Linked DNA regions of Sus scrofa: regions 2 and 3 are each linked to region 1. The links are chromatin contacts, called in public HiChIP or PLAC-seq maps. All regions are on one chromosome and are shown on one strand. The core of a region is the stretch at or near the end of the contact, and the rest is flanking DNA. Distances in the headings are between cores, read along the strand shown. Region 1 has its middle 170 kb from the start of NTMT1. Region 2 overlaps C1H9orf50. Region 3 has its middle 20 kb from the start of IER5L.

What was found. HiChIP or PLAC-seq counts read pairs in DNA pulled down with a chosen protein or histone mark.
Region 2: an H3K27ac HiChIP or PLAC-seq map of skeletal muscle shows a contact between it and region 1, with 2.7 times the contacts expected there. The contact joins two enhancer-like sites. A contact is called at or near these places in 4 of 47 Hi-C or Micro-C datasets (embryonic fibroblasts, epiblast stem cells and heart right ventricle) and 2 of 2 datasets of contacts at active chromatin or transcription factors (alveolar macrophages and skeletal muscle).
Region 3: a contact with region 1 is called in an H3K27ac HiChIP or PLAC-seq map of alveolar macrophages. The contact joins two enhancer-like sites. A contact is called at or near these places in 2 of 2 datasets of contacts at active chromatin or transcription factors (alveolar macrophages and skeletal muscle).

What each region holds. Positions count from the first base shown.
Region 1 is chr1:269,652,875-269,655,701 of Sscrofa11.1, forward strand. No RefSeq gene overlaps it. Among named protein-coding and RNA genes, the nearest start is that of NTMT1, 170 kb to the right of the region's middle. Within about 2 kb of position 1,252, at least 75 of the 83 cell types and tissues checked have an H3K27ac peak or open chromatin away from gene starts, as enhancers often do. A contact at or near this core is called in alveolar macrophages and skeletal muscle, where this site is marked.
Region 2 is chr1:269,806,379-269,809,078 of Sscrofa11.1, forward strand. It overlaps C1H9orf50, which reads right to left. Exons shown (of 13, transcript XM_021085475.1): 13 at 2,567-2,700. The coding sequence ends at 2,685. Among named protein-coding and RNA genes, the nearest start is that of NTMT1, 12 kb to the right of the region's middle. Within about 2 kb of position 1,418, at least 39 of the 83 cell types and tissues checked have an H3K27ac peak or open chromatin away from gene starts, as enhancers often do. A contact at or near this core is called in alveolar macrophages and skeletal muscle, where this site is marked.
Region 3 is chr1:269,474,490-269,477,189 of Sscrofa11.1, forward strand. No RefSeq gene overlaps it. Among named protein-coding and RNA genes, the nearest start is that of IER5L, 20 kb to the left of the region's middle. Within about 2 kb of position 1,307, at least 66 of the 83 cell types and tissues checked have an H3K27ac peak or open chromatin away from gene starts, as enhancers often do. A contact at or near this core is called in alveolar macrophages and skeletal muscle, where this site is marked.

The DNA of each region.
Region 1 (2,827 bases), core at 2-2,501:
CCCAGCAGAGGCTCGAAGGTGGGGCGTCCTTCAGGTCCCTCTGATCCCCGCGGACACACCCGCTGCAAACCCTCCAGTTGAGGGCTCCGCTGGGATAAGCAGGCGTCCGACCAGCCAGGGTTTATACCTGCCGAGTTAATCTCCCCTCGCCGGGCCTCCAGCTGAGCCTCTCCCTCTTCCAAGGCCGCGAGTCCAACCACTGGCTCCGTTCCCTGGCCTCTACTGCTTTTGTCTCTGCAGATGTTTGAGCGGATGCAAACTGGCTGTGTGACCTTGGGGCAGGTGCTTACCCTCTCAGGGGTCAGGAGTCCAGGTGGGGAGGTTTGTCAGAAGCCAAGCCCCAACGCGGGTGCAGAAATTCGACCCTCCTCCTTTCACACCCAGGGCTCACGCGCCACCAGCCTGTCCTTGCTCGGTTCAGGCAAGGCTGAGAATTTTCTGGTCTTTATGTGGTTTAGTTTCTGGTGCTTCCAGCAGCAGCAGCGGGGCTGTTCCACCACAGTCCCCAGGAAATTGGTCCACGTAGGACGGAGCCTTCCCGAGAATGAAGTCATCTGTTCCTTTTTTTTGTTGCCTTTCTCCTTCAACACGAGTCACCGGGCCTCTGCGGTCTCTCCTCGCGCAAACACTCCCAGCGAGGGGGTCGGCCGGGCTCCCCGCGGGGGAACTGGGCGAGGAGCGAACCCAGCGGCCTGGAGGGCCTCGCCCCCCCACCCCCCGGGCTTGGCCCAGCCCTCGCCTCCCGCTCCCACCCGCGACTTCCCAGGACCGCCCAAAAGGTGAGCTCCCGGGAGGCCGCCCGCGCTCCGGCGAGGCCGGCTCGGCAAACAATAACAGTAAATAACGCTCCCTTGTCAACGTAATAAAAACGGAAACGGTTACAATGTTTTTTAATAAGCGTCCCCCATCAATCTCCCTCCCTCCCTCCCGGGCCGCGGGCACCGGCAGGGCGGGCCGGGAAGGAGGGGAAAGCGGGGGCACCGGGGCGCGCGGGAGGGGGCCCGGTGCCGGAGGAGGAGGACGCCGGGGGGGAGAGCGAGAGCACAGCAAGTGAGAGACGAGGGGGCGCGGGAGGCCGGGGTCACGCGCGCCAGCCGAGCCGGGAAGCGGCCGCGGTGAGTAACACCGTTGCCATGGCGACGTGGCCGCGAGGAACAGGAAGCGGCAGAAATAGCAGCCGCCGCGGCCCGCGCGCCCGGCCCCTCCCCCCGCGAGCCCGTTGCCACGGAGACCGGCCCGAGCGAGGCTGCGCGGGCGGCCGCGGCCTCCTGCGCCCCGGCCCGCGCATGCGCCCTGGGCCGGCCCGGCGCGGCGGACGCGGGGGCAATTCTTACAGCCCCGGCGCCGCCTGGACCCCAAAGTTGCCTGGCCACCCGCTTACGTGGAAAAAAAAAAAAAGTAAACGTGTTTGTTATTTGCCTTTGTAAAGCAGCCCCGCCTTTGTTCCTGGCGGCTTCTTCGGTTTCCTGGCGTCTAAGGCGTGGAGCGAGGGGGCAGGGATATATCTGCCCCGATCCCAAAGGTTTTCCGAGCGCCAGGCACTGGGTCGCGTCCGAGACGCCGAGGGAACGCGGGAGGCCGGCTCTGCTCTCCTGAAGGCCCGGCCTGGGACGGTCTAACCAGGCCCCGGGGCTGACCTTGGCCGCCCGAAGCCCATTCTGAGCTTGGCCTCCCCTTTGGGGTGGGAGGGGGGGCCTTCTTCCAGGTGATGCGCAGAGGTCCCCCCACCCCCTCTTGTGTTGTCTGGTCCCTTTCCCCTCGCATCACCTTCCCCAGATTCTGACCGGCAGACAGCACAGAGGGAGAAATGAAATCCTGCCAAACCCAGGGCTCCCTCTCCACTCCCTGTTCACCAGAAAACTATGAAACAATCCACTCCCCGCACCCTTCGGGCCCCCCACCCCGCCAAAAAAAGTTAAGGGAAAACCTAAATGTTTCATAAACAAAAGCCACTCCGCAACAACTTGTTTATGTGAAAGACTGGCCGCAGCCTTGCACGTCTGAGGCTGGGTGTGTGTGTGTGTGTGTGTGTGTGTGTGTGTTGGGGGAGGGAGGGGACGTGAGATGGTCTCTGAGACTGTTTGTGCAGGATATTTTTTCTCTCCAGATTTTGTTTGTTTTTAATAAGGGTCAGAGGTCTGGGCTTCTGTGGGGAAGGGTCACCTCGGATGGACAGGCCACGAGGTCCCAGGGGGACAGGTCAGAGGGCCTGCATACTGGGGCGGAAGCCAGGAGCCAAAGCCTCCCCATCTGGCTCGGCTCCTGGCAGGCAGGGGGGCTTCCGCGGGCGCCAGGCTCTCTGGGCTGCTCCCCAGCGTGTGGCCGCAGCGAGGGCCCAGGCCAAGGACTTGGACCTTTCTCCCTTGGCCGAGACAGCTCTCGTTGCCCCCAGCCGGTGCCTTGGCCACGTTGGCCGAGGGAGAAGGCAAGCGAAGCAGCCCAGGTCTCTGGGGTTTTCTATAATGGAAACGAGAAGCTTTTGTTTTTTGTATGGGGCGGACTTAGATTTTCAGCATCCAGGCTGACCAGATGGGGATATAGGGAGCATGCGCGCTTAGAAGGGGGACTGCTGCTTCAACTCTCCTCCCCACCAGCCAGTCTCATTCCCCAGTGTGGCCTTGTGGAGGCTGAGGGATGGACAGAGCTATGGAAAGTGGGAGGGGCTCCGGCGATGCAGGTCCTTCCTCCTCCCTCCCCCTTTTGACACATGGCAGGGGTGGGGGTGGCAGCCCTGAAGGGGAAGCTTGAGGGATCATCAGAAGACTTTGGGTCCACCATGGCAGTTGGCATGGTATTTATCCCTCTTCTTCTTGGAGGAGGAAAGAAA
Region 2 (2,700 bases), core at 168-2,667, 150 kb after region 1:
AGACCCTGCTCCCACCCTGGTTTGGCACAAGTCCACCCACAGCCCTGGGCAGGGGTGCGGGGTGCAATAGCAAGGGAGCTATTGCCCAGAGCGAGAAGGGCAGACAGGAACTGGCAGAGACCAGTGTGTGTGTGTGGGGGGGGTACACCTGCCTTTCCCCCCTCCCCGAGATTCAGGGGGATCTGAGGTTGGCACCAGCTCCAGCCACGGCTGCTTCCCCCACCTTCCAGCCAGGCTGCTCCCTGGAGCCCAGGAAGGACTGGCCACCTGCCAGCCCCGAGTGGAAATGTACCAGAGAAAAGGACCCTGCCAGGGACCCCGGGGAGGGTCCATCCCTTCCCTGCAGCACTCCTCTCACCCCCCCCTTCTTAGTCACCCCACGTTCAGGTGCAAGCTCTGCCTGCAGAGGAGCAGCAGGGGCGTGTTGGAAAGGTCTGCAGAGGGCGGGGGAGGGGGCTGCATATGTGGCCTCGAAGTTAGCAAGTGGACCTGGGAATGTGGGGGCTGGGGTCGCTAGGAGACCCTAACAGTGGGAGGGTGTGCGTGGGGGTCCTCCGTGAGTATATGATGTTTCTAAGTGCTGTGTGTGGGGGGGGTGGTACCCGGGGACATGTCTTTGTGGGGCGTGTGTCTGTGGAGCATCCTTACGCCGTGTGTTCATATATGTGTGTTGCGTGTTTCTCTGATGTCTGTGTCGTGTGTGTGTGTGTGTGTGTGTGTGTGTGTGTGTGTCGTGGGGGGGCGGGGGGTGCGCGCGCCCGCGCGGGGCGCGTCTCCGAGGCGCGGTCCGCGGCTGCCCCTTCGTGTCCCCGATTCTGTTGGGAGTGGTGGGAGGTGAGGCTCGAAGCTGCCGCTCAAGGTCCTCTTGACACAGAATCCATGTTTGTCGAGGAGGGAAAGAGGGAGCGTAGGGAAGAGAGGGGAGGAGAACCGGGAGCGGGAAGGAAGAAATGAAGCTGGGGGGGCGGTGGGGGGAGCGGGAGGGGAGGGGTCCCCGAGAAGCCGGGCTGCGGAACCCCATGTGGCCGCCAGCCGAGTGCCCAGCTCCACCCCTCCCGGCAGGTCCCATCTTAGGGACCCGAACTCGGCACCCCACGCACCCAACCCACCCCGCCGCCCCTGCGCGTCGCACGCGGGCCTCAATTTCCAGTGCCCGAGGCCGACGGCTCTGTTGCAAGTTGAGCAGTTTTTTGGTTTAACAAAAAGCGAGAAAGGGAATCTGGGGGTCGGGGGAGCCCCTCCCCCCCAACTCCCGAGGCCCGGCCTTGACCTCGGGCAGGTGGAAGGAGGCGGCGCGGCGCGGGACGGGAGACACCGGCGCAGCGCGAGGGGAAAAGTTTCCGACCCTTTAGCAAGAGGCTGAGAAGTTTCGGCCGCGCCGAGCGGCGTCAAAGCCAGGCCAACACTGCCCCCGCGTGGGCGCGGCGCGGCGCTGCAGCCGGTGGCCGGCTTGGGGTCCCCCGCGGCCCTGCAGGGGAAACTGAGGCTCAGAGAGGGCGAGGGGGGCGCTGTGCAAAGCCACGGGGAGGAGATGCAGTAGAATCAGGCCTCCTCTGGTACCCGCGGGCTCTCTAAGAAATAGAAATACTGGGCGGGAGCGGCGGGGAGCATCGCGGAAGTCAGGGGATTGAAATCCCACTCCAGTCTTTAGTGAAGGGGTGTGGTAGCACTGCCCCAGGGTTTGTAGATCTTTAGCCTTATGTTTTGGAGCCATGGAACCCCTTCAAAACAGGCCTCCTCCATCCACAACCTGTTCTGGCCCTAACATCCCCGGGGGCCCGTCCAGCCCAAATCCCACCCTTTCCTATTCAGGCCCTTGTCTGGATGTGGATTCCGTGGTTGTTTCCTCACTGCCCAGGAGGTGGCGATAAAGACCTCGATCCTGGGCTGGGCGAGGGGTTGGAGCCAAAGAGCTGCTGAGAAGGGGGGGGGGGTGGTGGCTCAAGCTTTGCCCAGCAGTTGGAATGCGGGTGCGTGGCAGGTTCAAACCCGGCAGACAGGCGAATGGGGGCAGCACTGCTGGGTCCGTGCAGCGGTCAGATAAACCCCAGGCAGTTCCTTGTCTTTGGTCACCTCCTGATAGGACTCTTAGACATTGCCCGCCTCACAGCACTCCCCCCATCCTCTGCCCCACCTAGAAGAGAAACATCTGGCACTTGCCTACCCAGATGCTTGCCCTCCAGACCAGATGGTGAGAACCTGGCCTGGGGAACGTGAGACAAATGTTTGTCCCTTGGGTCAAAATCTGGACGCCCTCACCCCACGGGGTAGTCAGCAAGCAGCCTTTGGTTCTAGTCAAAGATGGTGGCTGGGGTGGAGGAGTCAGCCCAGGTCGGTGCCTGCTTCAGGTTCGGGCTGATCCAGGGTGACAGAGGCTTGGTCCCAGGTATGAAGTGGGTGGCAGGGTCTCCCACCTCCCAGAAGAGGGGCTCACTGGAACAAGCCTGACCCTTGAAGACGCCTTGCCTCCACCCCTCAGCTTCATCTCAGCTGTGACTCTGCCCCTTCCCTCCCCCTGGGGTCCAGGACCCCTGAAGATCAGAAACCAAGCACCTGGACAGGCTTGTAGGGGGAGACCTGGCAGCAGGTCCCAGCCACCTGGGATGTGCGTTTATTTGTGGGTCAGGGAAGGCCTCTCCTCACCCCCGCCCATGGCCATGCCTGGGCTTTGGCACAGCGGCCATTCACCTCCGAGTGCGG
Region 3 (2,700 bases), core at 57-2,556, 180 kb before region 1:
GCTTTGGTTTTTTTGCTAGAACTATCCTACGAGGGGAGTGTACGGTGCCCTTCTTTCATTGATGGGGAAACAGGCTCAGGCAGGCGAAGACCTTTGCTGAACAAGGGCTGGGCTCTGTCACATTGAGGGAGCACCCTGGGCGTGAGATGTTTTTGTCCCTGGAACTCTTGCTCACACCACTGTGTGCAAGGCTGGGTGAGAGCTGCGTGTGTGTGTGTGTGTGTGTGTGTGTGTGTGTGTCTGTTTGTCTGTCTGTTGGGGTTGGGGTGTCTAGAAGACACATAAGACCCAGGCCCTGTCCTTGGGGAGTTTAACATCTGAGGCTACATCCTTGTACCAGTGGCCTCTGACTTGCCATGTGCCTTCGGGCAAGTCCCTGAACCTCTCTGGGCAAATTTCTCCTTGGGAATAATGAAGGCATTTGCAGGAATGGTTCTAGATTTTCCCAGTCCACCCATCAAATTCACTCCTTGGATTTCAAAGATGCCAGTCCATTTGTTCACACTCTGTTTGCATCTGTCTTTAGCTCAGAAAATAGTCACTATCACCTTCCCCACCCCCTCTGCTGTTTTAGCCTCACGCTACACTCTTTTGTACCCAGTACAAATAATTATTTGTGCGATTAAACGTCCCCTGTCTCCGTGCTTGGCCAGCAAAGATGGGGACCACGTCTGTCTTCATCTCTGTCTTCCCAAGGGCTCAGGGCCTAGCACAAAATAGCTGCTCACGAAATAGAGCAACTGTTATGATGATGACGGTGGTGGTAGGGTCCATAACGATGAAGACGGCGACGAAAAACAGACGCCAGCAGAGACAGCTGCAGGAGTGAAGTGACCCCCAGGCAGCCCGCAAAGCCCTCAGCCCCTCCCTGCTCCTGGGCCGCGGAGGCTTCCTATAGAGACCGCCGAGACACCTCAGTTCCCAGGCCGCACACCGCGGGGGAGAACTACAGTCCCCAGAAGGCCGTGAGGGGCGGTGCCGCCGGCGCTCGCTCCTCCCGGGCCCGCCCCGGGGTCGGGCATCATGGGAGTTGTAGTTCAGCTCCGCGGCCCCGGGCGCGCCTCCGCTGGAGCATGCGTGCACGGAGCAGCCGGCGCCCTAGGGGTTAGCGGTTGGTGGGGGAGTGCATCCCCCATTCCCCCGCGGGGTGTGCAGCTGCGGAAGGCCCTTTGAATTAACCCTCACGCGCCGAGGACCCTGGATAGCTAGGTCGCGTTCTTCCAGGAGCCCTTTAAGGGGCGTGGCTGGGCGCCTGCCCTATCCCTGACTCACCCACTCTTTTCACAAACATCAGCCCCCAGCCGCATCCGATCCCGCGCTTTAAAACCCGTGATCTTATTGAAACATTTCCAGACTCCATTGCCCAAGCATTGTCAACGCTGTGTCTGGTCCTTTGGGGTCAGAGTGGGCATGAGGCGGGATCGCAGACATTCAGCCATCATTAAGACATGAGAGGACCCCATCTGAGTCGTGGGGAGGGTGCCCCAGGGGTACAGGCGGCGGTACAGTGGCCCCAGGTTCAGGCAAAGCTTCCAGAGGACGGTGATATTCAGGCTGGGCTGGGGTTGGCCAGATCAGGAGCAGGGAAAGGTGTTCCAGTTGGAGGCAACAGCATAAGGGAGGGCCCTGGGGCTAAGAGGCCAGGGTGAGAGGTGGTGAGTTGAGTGGGGACATCTGAAGAACCTGGAACCACGATGAGGCAGGTTCATTTGATCTCAGATGGATGTATGACTGTTTCTTAGGCAGAATGGCTGGCCTAAGTTTGACCGGGGGTCAGTGGCAGAGCCTGGACCCAATCCAGGGGCACTGGTTCCAGGTCCTGGCTTGTTCCGCGGCAGGGTTGCAGCAGGAGCTGGTCTGGTTCTGTCCTGGAGCTGTTCCAGGAGCCGGGCCCGAGATGGGGGATTGTGGCTTGGGGGTGGGGGAGGCTCAGCACCCGACTTACTGGGAAGGGAAACTGAGACTTTCAGCAAATCTTGCTGAATGAGCTTCTGTATGAGATCCAAGAAAAGCCTTCTCCTTCTCAGACTCTCCAACTGTTAGGAACCAGCCCTGGGAAATAGGGGAGGGTCATTTTCACACCCTCCCCCCATCCAGATGTGGCAGAAGCAGGGAGGATTCAGGCCAGATGTTGGGGGGTCCGCGGGCCCAGCGAGTTGCGTGGGGTGGGTGGGTGGGCACGGCTGTGTTTGGAGCTCTCCTGTTGAAAATGAGCCTTAACTGGGTTGCTGCTCCGGTTTTCTCTGCTCTGGCACTGTGGCCAAGAGACCCTAGGGACATGCTCTGGGGCTCTGGTCACATCTGAAGAGAGAGGCAGGAAGCCCGGGCCTCAGTTCTAATGGCACCTGGGTTTTACTTCCAGGATAACCTTGGTGTGTTGCTCTCAGCCTGCTTCCTGTCCTTGGAACCCAGGCTTCCTATTGGGCACCTCAGGCTCCCAGGCTGTAGAGGAGTGTTCTGGACACTTGAGAAAGCCTAGCAGGAAGGAGGCCTCTGTGACCTCATCAGGAACGTTGGGCATCGTCTCGGTATGGACACGTCCCCCAGATCAGAGGCCCGGCTGGCTGTGGTTTTTCTTTGATTAATAAAAAATGGGGAAGCAAATCAATTACCCTTCGCAAATGCAATTCAGACGGCAGGAAAAAAATCTCTCTTGAGGCTTGGGGGCCTCTTCTTGAAAAGATTGGAACACACAGAAAG